Linked DNA regions of Anas platyrhynchos: region 1 is linked to region 2. The links are chromatin contacts, called in public Hi-C maps. All regions are on one chromosome and are shown on one strand. Each heading gives the region's core, a stretch centred on a gene start, on an enhancer-like site or on the middle of the called end of the contact. The rest is flanking DNA. Distances are from core to core; before and after follow the strand shown.

What was found. Hi-C and Micro-C count contacts between places; a contact is called where the count stands out from the background.
Region 1: a Hi-C map of subcutaneous adipose tissue shows a contact between it and region 2, with 4 times the contacts expected there. The contact joins the enhancer-like site here to the promoter of ZC3H15 in region 2. A contact is called at or near these places in 5 of 8 Hi-C or Micro-C datasets (F1 follicle, F5 follicle, liver and 2 more).

What each region holds. Positions count from the first base shown.
Region 1 is chr7:34,737,640-34,741,468 of IASCAAS_PekinDuck_T2T, reverse strand. It overlaps ITGAV (integrin subunit alpha V), which reads right to left. Exons shown (of 30, transcript XM_038181953.2): 5 at 2,937-2,998; 6 at 1,418-1,463. Among named protein-coding and RNA genes, the nearest start is that of ITGAV, 18 kb to the right of the region's middle. Within about 2 kb of position 1,893, at least 5 of the 8 cell types and tissues checked have an H3K27ac peak or open chromatin away from gene starts, as enhancers often do. A contact at or near this core is called in subcutaneous adipose tissue, where this site is marked.
Region 2 is chr7:34,702,667-34,706,641 of IASCAAS_PekinDuck_T2T, reverse strand. ZC3H15 (zinc finger CCCH-type containing 15) reads right to left here and starts at 2,643. Exons shown (of 10, transcript XM_005030717.6): 1 at 2,422-2,643; 2 at 1,351-1,452. The coding sequence starts at 2,499.

The DNA.
Region 1 (3,829 bases), core at 644-3,143, 36 kb before region 2:
AATGCACATGCATTCATTCAGTAAAAAAAAGACATTTACAGAATGCTTGCCTCTAAAGCAACAACTCTTCATAATACTGACCAGAAAAGAACCAAAAGCAGCAGTACTAGAAAGGATAAAAGCGGCAGTCAGGATCCTGCTTCGGCAAAGTTTTATGCACATATTTAATCACAAGCACATGAACAGTTCTCACTGAAAATAGGCATGGCTCCTACATGTAAGCTGGGACTTGAATGGGACTGCTCGGTTAGGTAACAGTAAGCATAAGCTTATGCTGAGTCAATCCTTGTCTAAATATAACTTGAAAGCATAATAAAGCGGACAAGCTAATAAGCACAGCATATTATATTCCTGCCTTCTCCCTGTTTTCATTTCACTAGCCACTAGATGGTGACTTCACAACATTGTTTCTTTGAGTTTAAACCACAAAACGTGTTTTTTTTCAGAAGAGCACTGAGTTCACATGCATATTCCCCAGACGTTTATGAAGCATGGGGCAACAAGTCTAGCATACCACAATACAGAATAAAAACTTGGGGTGAAAAATTTTTACAAGTATGCTGTTACCATCTTCTATTCAGAGCTGAGATTCTTTTGTGTGTAGTTAACAGAAGAGAATAAATTTGTTTCAGCAGATTAGCTAGCACTTGTGCCCAAAAGTAGTAAAATCAATCTAAAACCAACCTATATTATCCTGTATTTGCAGTTGATTTTCAATCATTTCATTTTGTTCAGAGTTTGAAACAGAAAATCCTTCATAAAGCATTGGTATTTACATTAAAAAAAAAAAAAAACAAGCCAGGCAACAGAGCTTGGCAGCTGTCCTGGTTGTAGCAGCACCATCTCAACTGACAGGTATGGGTAAACATTGAATGATCCTGCAAACATGCAGTGAAGACCATGTTAGCAAAACGTATAGGAAATGTTCTGTGGAAACAGAGCAGTGCAGGGGATGTGCGCCGTAGCACAAACAGATCAGTCAAACAAATTCAATACATCTTGGCCTTGAAATTAAAATAATAGTTTTATTTGCAGGGTATGTTTCTCATTGAAAATACATACTTGGTAAGTGTGTAAGAAAATACAAAAATAGCAGGTTTAGAAAAAAGCAGCAAAGCATCCTAAAATAAATGTATCCAGCTAGTGCAAACGCAAATTCTGCATTCTCAGGAAAATGCCTTTAAAATTGTCATGGAGCTATTTAAAAGGCAAAAGACATCTATACAGTTACTACTTTGGCTTTAATCTGTGGTTCCCATGATTCAGGAAATACTTCGACGGATGAGCAAAATTATTTTTGTTGGTTTTCTTACTAACAGAGTTGACAGTGTTTGGAGCAAAGTGAACACAAAGAAATACAAAGATGGAGAAAATTAATGAGGTCAGTCTCTTCTGCAACACCAATAATATATCTTACCTTGCCAGTAAAAACTTCCAGGTCCTCCAAGTAGCACTCTGTCTCCCTTGGGAGAAAGAAAAAAGGAAAAGGGAATCTTCACATCAAGACATTATGTTTTTGAAGGAATGACTGAACCTAGTTAGAAATGTATCTTGGAAAATGCTAAGATAAGAAAAAATACCTCTTCTGTGACTCACCACCCATCTAAAATTATCGGCAGAATTTTGCTTTTATTTGAGTAGACCCTTCTACCCACATTATCTAAGACAACAGAAATAGGAGATAACATTAACAATGCTATAAAACACTAACACGTTTTATGGTCAAGACACAAAACTAGTTTCGTCTTTTGTCTTGCCTGTTTCTACAACTTATCGTTAGAAAGGCTTAATTCAGAAAAGCTGTGATGTAATTCCCCCAACTCCACATTCCTTGGTACAACTGCAATCCACAAACCCTTTTCTGAAACTCAAACCACATTAGCTACCCCAGTGCTGGGAACTGGCTCCATAAGGACTTACTCAATCCGGCGGCTGAAATCATAGGGTTTGCTGCATAATTAAGTCACTTATCCTGGTTTAATCTAAAAGCTCCCATATTCGTCACTCAGAACAATCTAGGTCAGAGATTTGGAGATACCAGGCTTGCCCATTCGGATAGGGGGTTGGATTAGAGCCCAGCATTTGTTTTAACACGGACTAGAGTCTGCACTGTAATCCTGAAGCATTTTCAGGGGGTTCAGGAGAAATAACTGAAACACTTGCAGTCCTGTACTTTCTACAGTTCCCCCAAGGAAAAGCAAGGGTGTCCTCAGGCAAAGAGTGGAGGGATATGACCCAATTATAAGGTGTGAAGAACCCAAAAGATTGCCACATCACAAATAGGTCTTAACATGCCCAGAAGATGCTGAACAAGTTAATTGTACAGTGTAAAAAACTATAGTTAGTTCTCAGAGTAATGCACTGTTTTATTCTGAATTTTAAAAGTAAATGTGAATTAAAAAAAAGTATAAAAAGGAGGAAGAACAGACACTAGAACAAACATAAAAGAAAAACAACAAAGAAGAAAGTTAAATTCTCATATCAGATGAGAAAAACAAGCCTCATTCACAAGAGCATTGTTTCCTAATTCACTTTAGCAGTAAGTTATTTTTCCTGAGCAAATAAATTAGCCATACACCAATCCTTTAAAAATAAGCTCTCAAAAAACCTGAACACTACACTTTATTTCACTTCAGGACTAGCTGCAGCAGAGGCTTATGGCATCAGGCTGAAAAAGTAGATTATTTGCTTATGGCACGATTCCTACAAGAGGTAGAAGCACGCTGTTGTGAAGATGTAAAGAGAAGCAGTTACACTACCAGCCTGTTTGCTTGGCTTTTTGTTTTTAAATTTAGAAGAAGTTTGTTCTTTATCCCCCAGGAATGGTGCTTTACATTAAGTTCCATAGCATCAGTGCGTGTAAACGTTCCGCGTCGGAGTGATTGGTAACCTGCAACTGTTTGCTGACTCACAGGAATTAAGTAACAATCACATACCTTTGTAAAGTCAATGCTAAATCCACCTTGACAAAATCCCTGTCCATCTGCATCGATAGTGGCTACAAAAAGAAAGAAGAAAGAAGAACAAATCAGATTATCGGTAGTATATCAGATGGTTCTGGGGATTCTTTCCAATATATCTTCCTATGGTAACTTTGCACTCCTGACCTTGAAATGTGTAGTTTTCTTTCTCCTAAATCAGTATTTTCTCTGTATCAACAATTCACAAGCAAATACTTGAATAACTTCAGGGCTGGCCTATTATCTATTCTAACCTTAATGTAAGTTTCAGCCTACTACAGTCTAAGTAATCCTCAACTCTGTATTCCTCTGGGATTTAATCTTCAAATATCAGGGAAAAAGTATTTGAAATTTTTATCCAGGACATAAAGCATCACTGAAATACAGAATAAGGTTTGCTCCTCTTATGGAATAAAATTGGAAAGATACGTAACCATAAGTTATTTCAAGTACTGCCTTAAAAAAAAAAAAAAAATGCATACCTGGACAAAAAAATAAAAAAATGCATCCATACATACTGAGACTTATCCCAGCAAGAATTTCCTAGGCTGAGTTAATCTCATGATTATACAGCTCCAAAACAGCAATGTTGAGACATCCTGATCTAGGCACGTGACTAATTCATGTTCATACATTCTTATTAACCTCTTTTTATGGTGGACCACACTCGATTTCAGTCCTGCTGTTCACCAATGATTTGGGGCAAAATAAGGACAAATAGCGCATCTTAGTTGATCTTAAGTTCAACCTTAAAACTTGCACGTTTAATAATAGAAGAAAAGGTTATAAGCCTACAAACAGTCTATGCCAATTACATGGTACGGATGCAAAGCGTTTGGAAAATAAGACTCAAAGTTCAAAACCGAATA
Region 2 (3,975 bases), core at 1,394-3,893:
AGAATCTGTTAAAGGTCTGGGATGCTGCTACCTCTACTCCACCTTTACCAGCTCGTAAACCAAGTGCAAGATGGACAATGAGGAAAGGAAAAGTTAGCTACTCTTTTGTGATGCTTTAGCAGCGCAACTAATCTATCCAGGTACTTCAAGATCCATGCAAAAAGCTTCTCTTTTGTATCCCATGTGCTATTTTATTCTTGTCACGTATACCAGTAGCATGGCCACAGTATTTGTCTGTAGAAGTAGCAAACTACTTTTGGAACACTATTTGTTTAAACCTATATGGACTTGACAAATTAATGTTTCAACAATAACCAGTAGTTTATAAACAAAAACATCTATTTATTTATTTTTTTCGATTCACCCTAGGATTCCAGAAGCATGAAGATGAAAATAGCTGTTTTTTTTTTTTTTTTTTTTTTTTTTTAAATCTTGACAGATTTAAATACTGAAAAGTATTTTACAAAATAAGACAGGCATTAACTGTCCTGAAACTAGCTTCTAACATCCACCAGTTAATAGCTAAGAGTATTTGAGGAACAAATTATTTTTGACTGATTAATTTACATATAGTATTGTTGTAAGTGCTACAGGATTCAGGGACTTGAGAGAGAAATTTCAGAAGGACTGCCTGAGTAGTATCTATGCTTTCAAAGTGACATCAAATAATCCTTACCACTTCAAGAATTTTACATCTCATGACATGAGCATCAACATTAAAGTTGCATTTGTCATTTATTAGATTATCCTAATGCTATGTAAGGAATTCAACACCAGTTATGACATCATGAGGTTAGCTGCCGCAAATGTCATTATTCTGTAGGCTTATTCGTTTAACAGGAAGCTGTGTGAATACCTAGCAGCTAACTTCTCTAGCGCTGTAGCAGCAAGACCTGGCTTGCATCCATTGGAGTAATATTTCTATGAAATCTGTGCTTTCTGACTAAGCAAAACACTGTAACTCAGCCATTCTAACATTTTACTTCATGATACAAAACAAGAGCAAAGCAGTAGTAGCAGTGGCTCCGAACTTCAGTTTCTCTGACCAGTTTATCAATTAGACATGTAATTGTAAGACTTGTTTCCACTTGAAATTATAGTAAGTACTTCCATGGGTAGAACAACAAGCACATGAGTTTGTAACTGTTTCAAACTTTATCTCAATGCCCAACTAAATACGAATTATTTTTATTTTTCGTGATTTGCTATTTCTTAGATTAGGTGAGAATCGAAAAAAAAAAAAAGAGCATTTGAACTTGTTTTCTACTCGAGTATCATGTGACAATCAGTACGTAGGGTAAAGATGATTCCACTACCCAGTAGGAAAAGCGTTACAGATGCAATGCTTACCTGGCGTGGATTTTGCTGACCAAATTTAACCTGGTGAGTCACAGCCTTGATAAATTTCTGTTGTTTTGCACCTTTTTTGTTCTTTAAGCCAAAGGTTTTGTCCTATAAGTCAAAAGATGAGCACAAATTATTTAAGACTGACCAATAGTTAGAACAAATTCACGTTATTACAAAATAAAATAAAAAAATACCTCCCCCCCCCAAAAAAAAAAACATAACAAAACCCTTGCCACTCCTCTCAGACTGTTAGTTAAACACAAATTTAGTGCCATTTAGCACATCTAGCAACATGACCAATAGAAGAAACAAGATGGACAGCATTCCCCATTTGTACAATCTTTAAAATTCGCTTTTCCAAAGACAGGACTAAATACTGCTGTTTTGTGAGCTATTGCTTTTCTCCCCAGATCCAATCACGTCCAAATATTAATGCATGTGTTTGCACGCAGTGTTTTAAGACTCCTCAAGACAAATAGGCAAGATCTTTTTGATTACAAGCTACAACTGGAAAATAAAACCTGAATAGTCATAAACACTGTCTTTTCCTTCTATCTGCTTGAAACCACCTACTATTTCCCTCTTCAAGTATTCATACATAAATCTTTGATCTTCACGTCATGCAGGTCAACACTGCCGCATTAAACATTTTCCTCTTTTTCCCCCAAGTATTTTGTACTGATTTATTTAAGTGTTTCCCCCACATCCAGTCCAGACGTGTGTTTGTATATCCTAAACTCCGCTGCAATAAGCTGCTGTTTACACCGCCTGAGCCAAATCTTCCTCCACATCTTCAGTTTTACTACTAGAAACAAGTTTCTATACCAAACCTGTTAAAGTTTTCATTAAAAGAAAAAGGATGGCTCTGTTTCACACACGGATCTGAAACAGCAATTGCTGTTTGTAGCTGAAATACCGCACTTAAAACCTATCTGTGCCTTTGATTTGATAGCTTTTTTTCTTTTTTTTTAATTACCCGACATAAAAGTGGAATTACCCCACACAGCCGGACCCAGCAACGACACCAGAACCCCCCCCCCCCCCCCCCCGCGGCGCTGTCGGGCCCGGCCTCACCTCGATGATCTTCTCCTTCTTCTTCTGGTCCGCCTTCTTGCTGCCCCCCGCCGGCTGCTGCTGCTTCTTGGGGGGCATGGCGGGCGGGGAAGGGGGAAGGAAAGGGGAAGGGAAGGGAAAAAGACCGGGACAGGACGGGACGGGCCCGGCCGGGACAGCGCCGCCGCCGCCGCCGCCGGGGAGGCCGCACCGGAAAGCGGCGGTGCCGCGGGGCAGGCTGGGAAGGCAGCGCCCGGTGCGTCCCGGCAGGCCGCGCGCCGCCGGGCGGGGAGGCGCCAAGCGGCGCGGGGCGCTGAGGCGCCGCCGCCATCTTGGGCAGCCTCCCGCAGGCTGTGGTGGCGCAGAGAGGGGATGGGGGAGCCTGCCCGCAGCAGCCGGGGGCTCGGGGAGGAATGTGTCTTGTGGAGATGAAGCGCGTTGGGCAGGGTGATGGTTTTCGCTGCTCTCTGCCACGTGAAGGAAGATCGCTGCTCTGGGAGTGCCTTCCCACTTAGTGCCAGCTGCAGTTTCCATGCTATCAGTATGTTAGGCAGCCTACAAGCCAGGCAATCACAAGGCAGAGAAAATAATGCTCTCCCAGTCTACTCCAACTTTCAAGTAACACATAAACCTCCAGTCAGCCGCTCCCCACAACTCCACGCTTTTCTCTGAAGACTGCCCTCCAAAAAATTGTACTGAATTTCACAATTTTTTGGTGCATTGAAGCCCAGTTGCTAGGGCTTGAAGGGAGAGAACGTGTGCTACTGTAAGGAGCTTCGTTGGAGCATTAGCTACTCAGTGGAACTCTACTAAATAAACAATCACTTGTAAATAAGGCGTCTGACTGCAGAAGGCAGCCTGCACCTCAGTGCAGTCTGCCTGGGCCAGGTTTTAGCCTGTTAAACAGTGGCAGCCTGCCTGAGAGGAGATAAGCTTTCAGTTCATCTTACTAAGTGCCAAGGCTGGATTTGGGTTCCTCTGAGAATGACACATCTTTCTGTAGAAAGGGTGTAAGAAACCTGAATGAACTCCAAATGAGACAACATGAACATCAAAATAAGACAACAGGCAGTTTTACCAAGAGAGCTGTTCTTACCAGAATTTACACACCTGATGATCTGCAACAGAAGCCATTCTGTTAGTTTAAGAAAGGATCCTGATTTTTCAGACTGCTGAGCTAAATAACTACCAGCTATAATACATGTCACTGCTTGCATGCTCAAAAAAAAAAAAAAAAAAAAAAAAAAAAAAAAAAAAAAAAAGTTTATCTTTGCCTTTTCTAATCACTAGATTAGAATTACTGAAGTTGCAAGCTGGGAGAACATTGCTGATGGTTGGGAATTTGAGACTAGTATTTCTGTGCCTTCCCTGCCTTACTGACCTGCAGCCTGTGTGCCCCTGACACGCACTCCATCTGGAGTGAATTGCATACATCTTTTTGCAGTTTTGTGGCCTGGATGCAGACATTTGAAATACATCACACCACTTGAGGTGCAATCCCTATAAACTACCAGAGACAGCAAGATAATTCAGGGTCTTGGTTGTCTGTTTCCAGATGTACTTCTTTATGAAATA